Regions from separate parts of the Triticum aestivum genome. Here region 1 is linked to region 2. A link is a contact called in public Hi-C data. All regions are on one chromosome and are shown on one strand. Each heading gives the region's core, a stretch centred on a gene start, on an enhancer-like site or on the middle of the called end of the contact. The rest is flanking DNA. Distances are from core to core; before and after follow the strand shown.

Evidence for each region. Hi-C and Micro-C count contacts between places; a contact is called where the count stands out from the background.
Region 1: a Hi-C map of leaf shows a contact between it and region 2, with 5 times the contacts expected there. The contact joins the promoter of LOC123163058 here to the promoter of LOC123159531 in region 2. A contact is called at or near these places in 2 of 5 Hi-C or Micro-C datasets (both in leaf).

Annotation. Positions count from the first base shown.
Region 1 is chr7B:450,128,676-450,133,151 of IWGSC CS RefSeq v2.1, reverse strand. It overlaps LOC123163058 (ubiquitin-conjugating enzyme E2 28), which reads right to left and starts at 2,351. Exons shown (of 4, transcript XM_044580821.1): 1 at 1,948-2,351; 2 at 607-734. The coding sequence starts at 2,017.
Region 2 is chr7B:449,304,374-449,309,134 of IWGSC CS RefSeq v2.1, reverse strand. LOC123159531 reads right to left here and starts at 3,359. Exons shown (of 3, transcript XM_044577364.1): 1 at 2,763-3,359. The coding sequence starts at 3,200.

The DNA of each region.
Region 1 (4,476 bases), core at 1,102-3,601, 830 kb before region 2:
GAGCTCAAGACAAGCATTTCAGATTTACCTGAAATGTTGAAAGACATTTGGCAAAGCAGTTGCAACTACTTAGATCATTGCTATAGCACAAATATTTTATCTACATGTGCTAGCATGGAACAGAAAAATAACATGAAACCCTCTCCTAGTCAACCTTTCCACCACATGGAAGTAATCATTGTTATGTAACATGCATCTCAATTATCATACTAGAGTATCTTTCCAATAAGCACAACTCGATCATCACAACTTTACTAGAACATGCATCATGCAAGAATCATCCGCTGTACACACAAAGGACAGGAGTTGTGAAATACTAGCTTTTGATATATACAGGTCCAGTGATTGACACACAAACATAGAAGGGACATGCTAATAGATGAACCATTCAACTGACTCTGGGCTAGACAACTTTACAGTTTGTCTGATAGTCTGACAGTAGTAATTAAGCTTGAATCAAAAATTTGATGAGAATTAATGCAAGACGTTGGCAAGGAAGTTTCTTCTAACAGGGCTTTGGGAAATCTCAAAAAGCTAGAGTTGAAAAGGCACTCCTGTATCATCCTAGGAATAATTTCAGATCGTTGCATACACTCGACTGCATACCTTGGGTGGCTTGAATGGGTAGTCTGGGGGGAAGTGAATAGTAACCAAAAATACACCACCAGCATATGGGCTTTCCGATGGACCCATGATTGTCGCCTGCCAGTGGAACATATCTTCCGCCACAGGGCCTGTTCAGTGAAAACCAGATGTTTTAGTCACACAATGGAACCTCAATATAAATTCCCATAGTGCTATTGCACGCAATGGGCTAAGCAATGATACTTCAACAAGAGGACGGTAACAACACATTACTAGCAAAGCTTAGCAGACCACCACAGAAGAACTTTCAAGGTTAGGATGGTCAGCAATACAGAAAACCTCAACTACGACCATGCATATTCATGGGTACCCCACGCATCCACACATGAACTACTCACTACAGATAACCTCAAGTGTTTTTTTCCCATCAACATGTAATGATGTAGTGAGTGATTACTAGTTCAAAATGGGGAAACTACTACTTTAAACAGGGATTCCAGATGCATAACAGCATAAGAATGAATAACTGTAGATTATATCAAAACTGCCCTGACCATTTTTAGTGCCTATCAGCAGCTAGAAGCAATTTTGCCTTACCGTTGGTAAATTGGTAGGCAAGTGTGACATTTTCGATAAAGGCACGGTTACAACACATTATTAGCAGCAAAGTTCAGGAATGCTTGACTACATGCATGCGTAGTCATGGTACCCCAGAGGTTAGGATGTTCTGGAATGCTGCTTGCATAAGCATCCACGCAAGCACAACCATCATCAATATGTAATAATGACAATGTAATGACTGATTACGTGCTCAAAAGGGGGAAATTGCTATGTTAAACCGGGAGTCCAGATACGACAGAAATGAAGAAACTGTAGATTACATCAGAACAGTCGTGACCATTTTTAGTGTCTATTGGTAGCTATGGGAATTTTTGCCAAACCGTTGGTGGATTGGTAGGCGAGCGTGACTATTTGCAGTAGGTGTTTGGTCCACTGCCAATGTTTTTCCTTCAGGAACAGTACAACTACCATTTTATGTGTGCCAGTAGGCTAAGTGTATTGGCTCGTGAGCATGGGATATCCAGCGACCAAATTTGCTCCACCAACGGTTTGCCCTCCCTTTCAGATCCTCGCCGGTTACTGCAATTTCTACCGGTTCTACACAGAAATTCCCAAAAGCAGCATATATCTAGCAAATAAGTAGATCTTCTTAATTAATCGAGGTGCATATATCTAGGAACGAGCCCACGAAAACGACAAATCATCACACATGCATCTGTCACCGAGGGATCTTCCGGGGGGTGGTGGTAAATAAGTAGAGCTAGCTGGTAATAAATAAGTAGATCTGGCGGCAGAAATTACCGGCGCTGCAGGAGGTGGGGGGATCCCTCTGCAGGTCCTTGAGCTCCTTGAGGATCCGCTTGGACGCCATGGGGACGGGGCCGGCTGCCGGCTAATCAAGCGGCGGGGCTAGTTGCGATTCCGATCGGAATCGAGAGGAAGGAGTGGGACGGAGTGGGGAATAGATCGACGGGGAGCGCGTATATGTAGTCGGGGAGGGGTGGCGTGCGGAGGAGAGGGGAGGAGATTGGGTTGGGTTGGAGCGGAGGATGGTCACGGCACGCAGGGCGGTCTCCGGAAGCTTCCGGCCTGGGTGGAGCACGCGGTATTGCGTACGGGCGACCAGAGTGCTGGCTGGCTACGGTGGCCGGGTGCGCGGTCGGTCGCGTTAGACGGACGCGGCTTTCCCCGCGAGGGCGGGGAGGGTGCGGGGAAAACGGGTCGGCAATGCGTTTGGTTCTCCTTCTTTTCCCTAGCTTTTCCTGGGTCCGGCCTCTTTTTTTTTTCTTGCTCGAGCACAAGCCATTGGCAATAGGTTTTTTTCCTCTAGGGTTTCCCTTAGTCGCAAATATCCTCCGAGAGCGGCTTGTGCTCGATTGGTCCGATGCGCTCCAACACGATGTACGGCCCGAAGAATTTGAAGGCGAGCTTGGCTCGAGGGCGGCTGACCACGGGCTGCCGGACTTACGGCTGCAACTTCAGAAGAATTTGCTCCCTAACCTGGAAGCTTCGATCCCAGAGATTTCGGTGCTTCGCACGCTCGAGCCAAGCTCCCTGGCCTGGTTCTTCTTGACACGGCGCTGCGCACGCTCGAGCTGGGCGCGGATGAGGGTGGTGCGCGTCGTCCAATCCAGATCTCTCCAGTCGGGGGCGTCTCGGACCAAGTCCTATGGCACCCAGGTTGGCCTCCTTGCCACGCAGTGCCTTGAAGGGAGTACAATTGAGCGCGGAGTGGAACGTGGAGTTGTACCAGAACTCCGCCATGGCAGTCAATGGCGCCATTTGCATAGCGAGTTGTGCACCACGCATCGCAGGTACATCTCAATGCACTGGTTCACGCGCTCGCTCTGGCCGTCCGTCTAGGGGTGGTAGGCGGTGGAGTAGAGCAACCTTGTGCCGGCGCCGACGAGCATTTCCCACCACAAGTTGCTGGTGAAGACTTTGTCGCGGTCGAAGATGGTGGAGGACGGCACGCCGTGGAGCCTGACCACATTATCCTAGAACGCGTGCGCCACTTGCGTCGCATTGAAGGGGTGGAGGAAAGGAACAAAGTGAGCGAACTTGTTGAACCGATCCACCACCACCATGATGGAGTCAAAGCCCTCGGATGTAAGCAGACCCTCCACAAAATCCATGGTCAGGTCCTCCTGTTGGGGAACGTGGTAATTTCAAAAAAAATCCCGCGCACACGCAAGATCATGGTGATGCATAGCAATGAGAGGGGAGAATGTTGTCCACGTACCCTCGTAGACCGTAAGCGGAAGTGTTATGACAACGCGGTTGATGTAGTCGTACATCTTCACGATCGACCGATCCTAGTACCGAACGTACGGCACCTCCGCGATCTGCACACGTTCAGCTCGGTGATGTCCCACGAACTCACGATCCAGTAGAGCTTCGAGGGACAGTTCCGTCAGCACGATGGCGTGATGACGGTGTTGATGAAGCTACCGACGCAGGGCTTCGCCTAAGCACCGCTACGATATGACCGAGGTGGATTATGGTGGAGGGGGCACCGCACACGGCTAAAAGATCAATGATCAACTTGTGTGTCTATGGGGTGCCCCCCTCCACCGTATATAAAGGAGTGGAGGAGGGGGAGGGCCGACCCTCTACTATGGCGCGCCCTGGGGAGTCCTACTCCCACCGGGAGTAGGATTCCCCCACTTCCAAGTAGTAGGAGTAGGAGAGAAGGAAAGGGAAGAGAGAAGAGAAGGAAGGAGGGGGTGCCGCCCCTCCCCCTAGTACAATTCGGACTAGGCCTTGGGGGCGCGCGGCCTGCCCTAGGCAGCCCCTCTCTCTCCCTTAAAGCCCAATAAGGCCCATATACTCCCCGGCGAATTCTCATAACTCTCCGGTACTCCGATAAATACTCGAACCGCTCAAAACCTTTCTGATGTCCGAATATAGCCTTCCAATATATCGATCTTTATGTCTCGAACATTTCGAGACTCCTCGTCATGTCCCTGATCTCATCTGGGACTCCGAACAACCTTCGGTACATCAAAACACATAAATTCATAATGTAAATCGTCACCGAATGTTAAGCGTGCGGACCCTACGGGTTCGAGAACTATGTAGACATGACCGAGACACATCTCCGGTCAATAACCAATAGAGGAACCTGGATGCTCATATTGGCTCCTACATATTCTACGAAGATCTTTATTGGTCAAACCGCATAACAACATACGTTGTTCCCTTTGCCAACGGTATGTTACTTGCCCGAGATTCGATCGTCGGTATCACCATACCTAGTTCAATCTCGTTACCGGCAAGTCTCTTTACTCGTTCCGTAATGCATCATCCCGCAACTAACTCATTAGTCAC
Region 2 (4,761 bases), core at 2,110-4,609:
TTTGTTTTCTCTCATAAGTTAAATAGTTTATTGGTGTTATTTTTTTATTATGAAGTGGGCACGACAGAGTAGCCAAGTAGTTAATCATTTTATCTTGTCTTCGAAGAAATATATGTACTATGCTAATGGTTTATATGATGACCCAGTCCCAAACTTGTATTTAAATTCAACATGGTTTGTTAGATACTATATTGTCTGAAAAGGTGTCAGACTAGCTTGAAGAATACGAGAGACAAATAATTGGCTTTGTTTTGTTAAGCTAGCTCCCTTACATGTGTAATGTTTATGTCATCTCATGCCATGAGAGTCACTGTTTGTTCAACTAGGTGATACTGTTGCCCAAATTGGCTCGACCAGCATCATGGGTCAGTGTGTCATTTAGTTTGCCAAAGTGCAGGGAGTTCGCACCTTAAAAAACATCATGTGGCACATGTACAATTTGCAACTTGAAATCGATAATACTACCAGCGTCTTAGGTTGATGCATGATTATGATTGTTTTCTTAGTATGTTGTTGTCCTGTCAAATAACATCTTTCTCATCTCAATATTTACTTAGCTCTGTAGATGAACTGTTGTTAACAGAAGCAAAAATAGAAACTTAAATAGCTTGGTGCAAATGTGCTCGCAGAAAGAAGAATGTCAACCAGTATTTTGACACCTTATCGTCAGTCTTCTGTCTACTTGCCAATCCATTCATGTCATATACTCATTTAGGAAGGCAATTATTTACCATAATTTCAATGTTTTGCATCTTGATTTATTTGCGTAATTATCTACCATCTATTGGAAAAATTGGCGGGCATGGATAGTGTGAAAGGCATTGTCACCCTGTTCTTGGGCTCCGTTCCACCCTCATCGATCTGAAAGTGTTCGTGTTAGTCTGTTCGATGCCCCGCAAATGTTCAACGAATTGCTTCTGAGGGGGGCGGCTGTCATTTGTCTTACATGGATGGAATGGGCGCAACGGTAGCGAGATACTGCAGCTTTCGTTGATCCGGCGATGCTCGCATTATTTCTCTTGTTTTTCTCTTATTTTTCCTTTTTGGGCGTGATTGTGTTGTTTGCCCCAGCGTGGAACTCATTCTTGTATCGGGTGGTTACTATATTAATGTAGTGGGGTCAAAGCCTATTTCGAGGAATGGTCTACATTTTTTTTGTCTTTATCTTGGAACTTCATCTAAATGTTGGTTGCTCTTGAGAGTTTTTGTTCCAATCAGATCATGTATCCGCTGTAACCGAAGGTGATCATGCTCACATGCCACAGATTTAGAGTAGTGTGTGGGATTTCCAGTAGAAGAGTAGCTTCACAGATGGCTCTTCTTGGCGCCGCTATCTCTTGTGTGGACGTCCTTGCCGTGCCCATGTCAATGCAAGCCGCAATGCATGAGACTAATATTATAGGCACTCCACATTGACTGGTTATTAACTGCTATGTCCTTTCGTTTATTCGTAAATAAATGGGATGTTAGCAAGTATGTTGTCTAAATTTGGCTCATGCCATACAAAAGATTATTTAGATTGTTTTCTCCAGAAAAGAGATGATTCAAATTGGTTAGGTGGAAACATATTATTAAATTATCTGGTTTATTTTTGTTTCTTTCAGGCTTCAATCTGGAAACAGATTGTTCAAAGAAGTATTCTCATTATGACCAATCTTGAAACGAATAGTATTAGTCGAGACGTGCGTTGCACGTACATGCTTACTAGTAATGTCAAGAGAGGTCGGGGTAGACCGAACTTGACATGGGAGGAGTCCGTAAAGAGAGATCTGAAGGACTAGAGTATCACCAGAGAACTAGCCATGAACATGGGTGCGTGGAAGCTTGCTATCCATGTGCCAGAACCATGAGTTGGTTGCGAGATCTTATGGGTTTCACCTCTAGCCTACCCCAACTTGTTTGGGGCTGAAGGTTTTGTTGTTGTTGTTGTTGTTGTTGTTGTTGTGAAAACCTCTACCATACACGGCTGATGACTTGTTTCCGTAACAGTGCATTTAAAACTAATACTGTTACTACTAGTATTTAGTTGCAGGTTCTATGTGTAAAGCGTACTCCAAATTCCCCTAGAAGAAGGGTGGTCCAAATTCCATTCTGTTGCAGCAACTGCTCGGTGGTAAATTTCAGGACATTCTATCACTAAGCAGCCAATGCACAAACGCCAGGGGCCACATTAACACTAGACATGCCCGATTCATGTGCCAAAATTACGTACGAGCTTCGCCCTCAATTGAAAGGAGGGTACAAGTATATACTGTGACAGCAGTGGATTTCGGATTTATTGCACATTACTTCTTGTCTTCCTGACATTTTGACAGTCCAACACCACAAAAGTGGAGAACAAAATAGTAGAAATCTCGGAGCGAGGCTAAGGCTAATCGAATCGAACAACGCGGTGTGCTTGGTACTGCATTTTAGGACCTGATCTCTGCCTCGAAAATAGTCGAGGAAGGGGCACATTGCGGCTAGGATTTTCTATTAGCGCCGAAATGGCTAAGTCTCAAGAAGCAGCAGCATATGATATGTTGCTTTGGCAGAAAAGCTACTCTATCCGCCGCACTGGCATGTGCATTGAGGAACAAATTCTAACATATTGATCCACTGAAAATTCGGCGACAATGACATGATGCCAATGTAGAGTATATGTATATAGAGTTGTTAGCAGGAAAAGACGGCTAGTAAAAATAGCAGACAGCAACTGACTAGCGACGTCACCAACGTTGACCAGGGAAAGCAGAGAGGCGGGGCGGTAGTAGAGCTCTCACCCGATCCACGTCGTCGTTGTCGTCGCCGTCGCGGCGGGGGGACGCAGCGGGCCCCCTCCGCGCGCGCCTGCGGATCCGGCGGCCGGCGCCCGCGGCCCTGATGACGTCCTGGATCTCCCACAGGGTGGCGCCCAGCTGCCGCGCGGACGCCCCCGACGAGCTCCTCCTCCCCGCAGCCGCCGCGTCCGCCGGCGGCTTCTCCGGCCGCGGTGGCGACGCCTCGAGCTTCCAGGACGGCGAGGGCGTGGCGCGGCCCGCTCTCCGCCGCGCCCGCGCGGCCGCCAGCTCCCGCCGCAGCGGCGCCGGGGCGGCGGAGTCCTCCTGCGGCTCTTCCCGCGGCCGATTCGGGGTCCCATGGCATGGCTGCTCCCCGCCGACACCGCATTTCTGCGGCAGCGCCGCCGCTGCCGCTGCCGCTGTCGGTGGCTCTACGTCCATGGCTGCTGCCCCGCTATCTTGGCGTGCGGCGTGCGTGCCCCTCTTCCGCTTTCCCTTTCCCTGCTGGCTTTTTCTTGTTCCTCCTTGGACGCTCTGACTATGGAGCCATCGTGCCCTGCGTCCTCAGCTTCGCTTCCTTGTGCTGTCTCCCTGTGCACAGTGTTTGCAGGAGTAGAATCCCAGGCAGTAGAATCCCAGGCCGTTTTTTTACTGCCGCGGTGTGAAGGGAAAAGGGGTGGCCTGCTCTGGAGAACGGCGGTTGTCAGAGGAGAGGAAATTTTTACTTGCGGCGCATTGATGATTGATCACTCACTACTCAGGCCAACTCCAACTCCACTGCGTCGACCTCGTCAATTTCCGGTGCGTCCGTTTGACGTAAAATGAATGAATCAGATGACACAGCGAAAACGTAAACAGACTTTTGTTTGTTTTATGTGCGCTTTCAACACATCCTCGGTCTAAGTTTGAGCCTTTTTTTGTGAAACGATGCGCGCAGACGGGTGGGACGCGCGCGCTTGTCCTTCCCTGACCCGCCCGTCGGTGACACAAAGCACCAGCCCGGCGCCCCATTTCGCGTCATTTTCCCTTAAACCCTCCCACGTCCCGCCCACCACCCTCCCCCGCCCATGGCCGATGTCCCGCCGAATTCCGGCGGCCAGGACGTCGATCCGCCCGCAAAGGTGAAGAAGAAGGTGGCCAAGGGTCCGAAGAAGCCGCGGCCGGAACTCAAGTCGGCGGAGCTCGCAAAGATAGACGTGGAATCAACGAAGAGGGGGAACCAGAGGGCGGTCGTCAAGGGCAAGAACGCCGCGGCCAAGTTCGTCGTCGACCGAGCTGCGCTGGAGTCTGCGCGGCGCAAGGCCGAGGTCGACGAGAAGGAGGGCATCCTCAACAAAGCGCACGCCCTCCTCATGCTCGAGAATTGCCTCCGGCGGGTTTCTCTGCAGCGCCCGTCGGCCCGGCGAGCACAGGCTCGTCAGTCGCAGGCCTCCGTACTGTCCCTCGCCGATGTCGCGGACCACGTCTTTATCGCCTGGTTTTCCTTCGCCAAACTACGAAGGCCAGACCCATTTTTCGGGGTCGTCGGACGTTGGCGTGATCGCGCCGTCCACCCTGCACCCCTCGACTGTCATCGACCTCAACGTCATGCTGGGGTCCAGCAGCGGCGGCCGGTGATGTCTACTACGCAACCTTCTTCTTATAAATGTTGTTGGGCCTCCAAGTGCAGTGGTTTGTAGGACAGTAGCAAATTTCCCTCACATGGATTACCTAAAGTTTATCAATCCGTGAGAGACATAGGATGAAGATGGTCTCTCTCAAACAACCCTGCAACCAAATAACAAAGAGTCTCTTATGTCCCCAACACACCCAATGCAATGGTAAATTATATAGGTGCACTAGTTTGGCGAAGAGATGGTGATACAGGTGCAATATGAATGGTAGATATAGGTTTTTGTAATCTGAAAATATAAAACAGTAAGGTAGCAAGTGGTAAAAGTGTGCGAAAACGGTATGACAATGCTTGGAAACAAGGCCTATGGTTCATACTTTCACTAGTGCA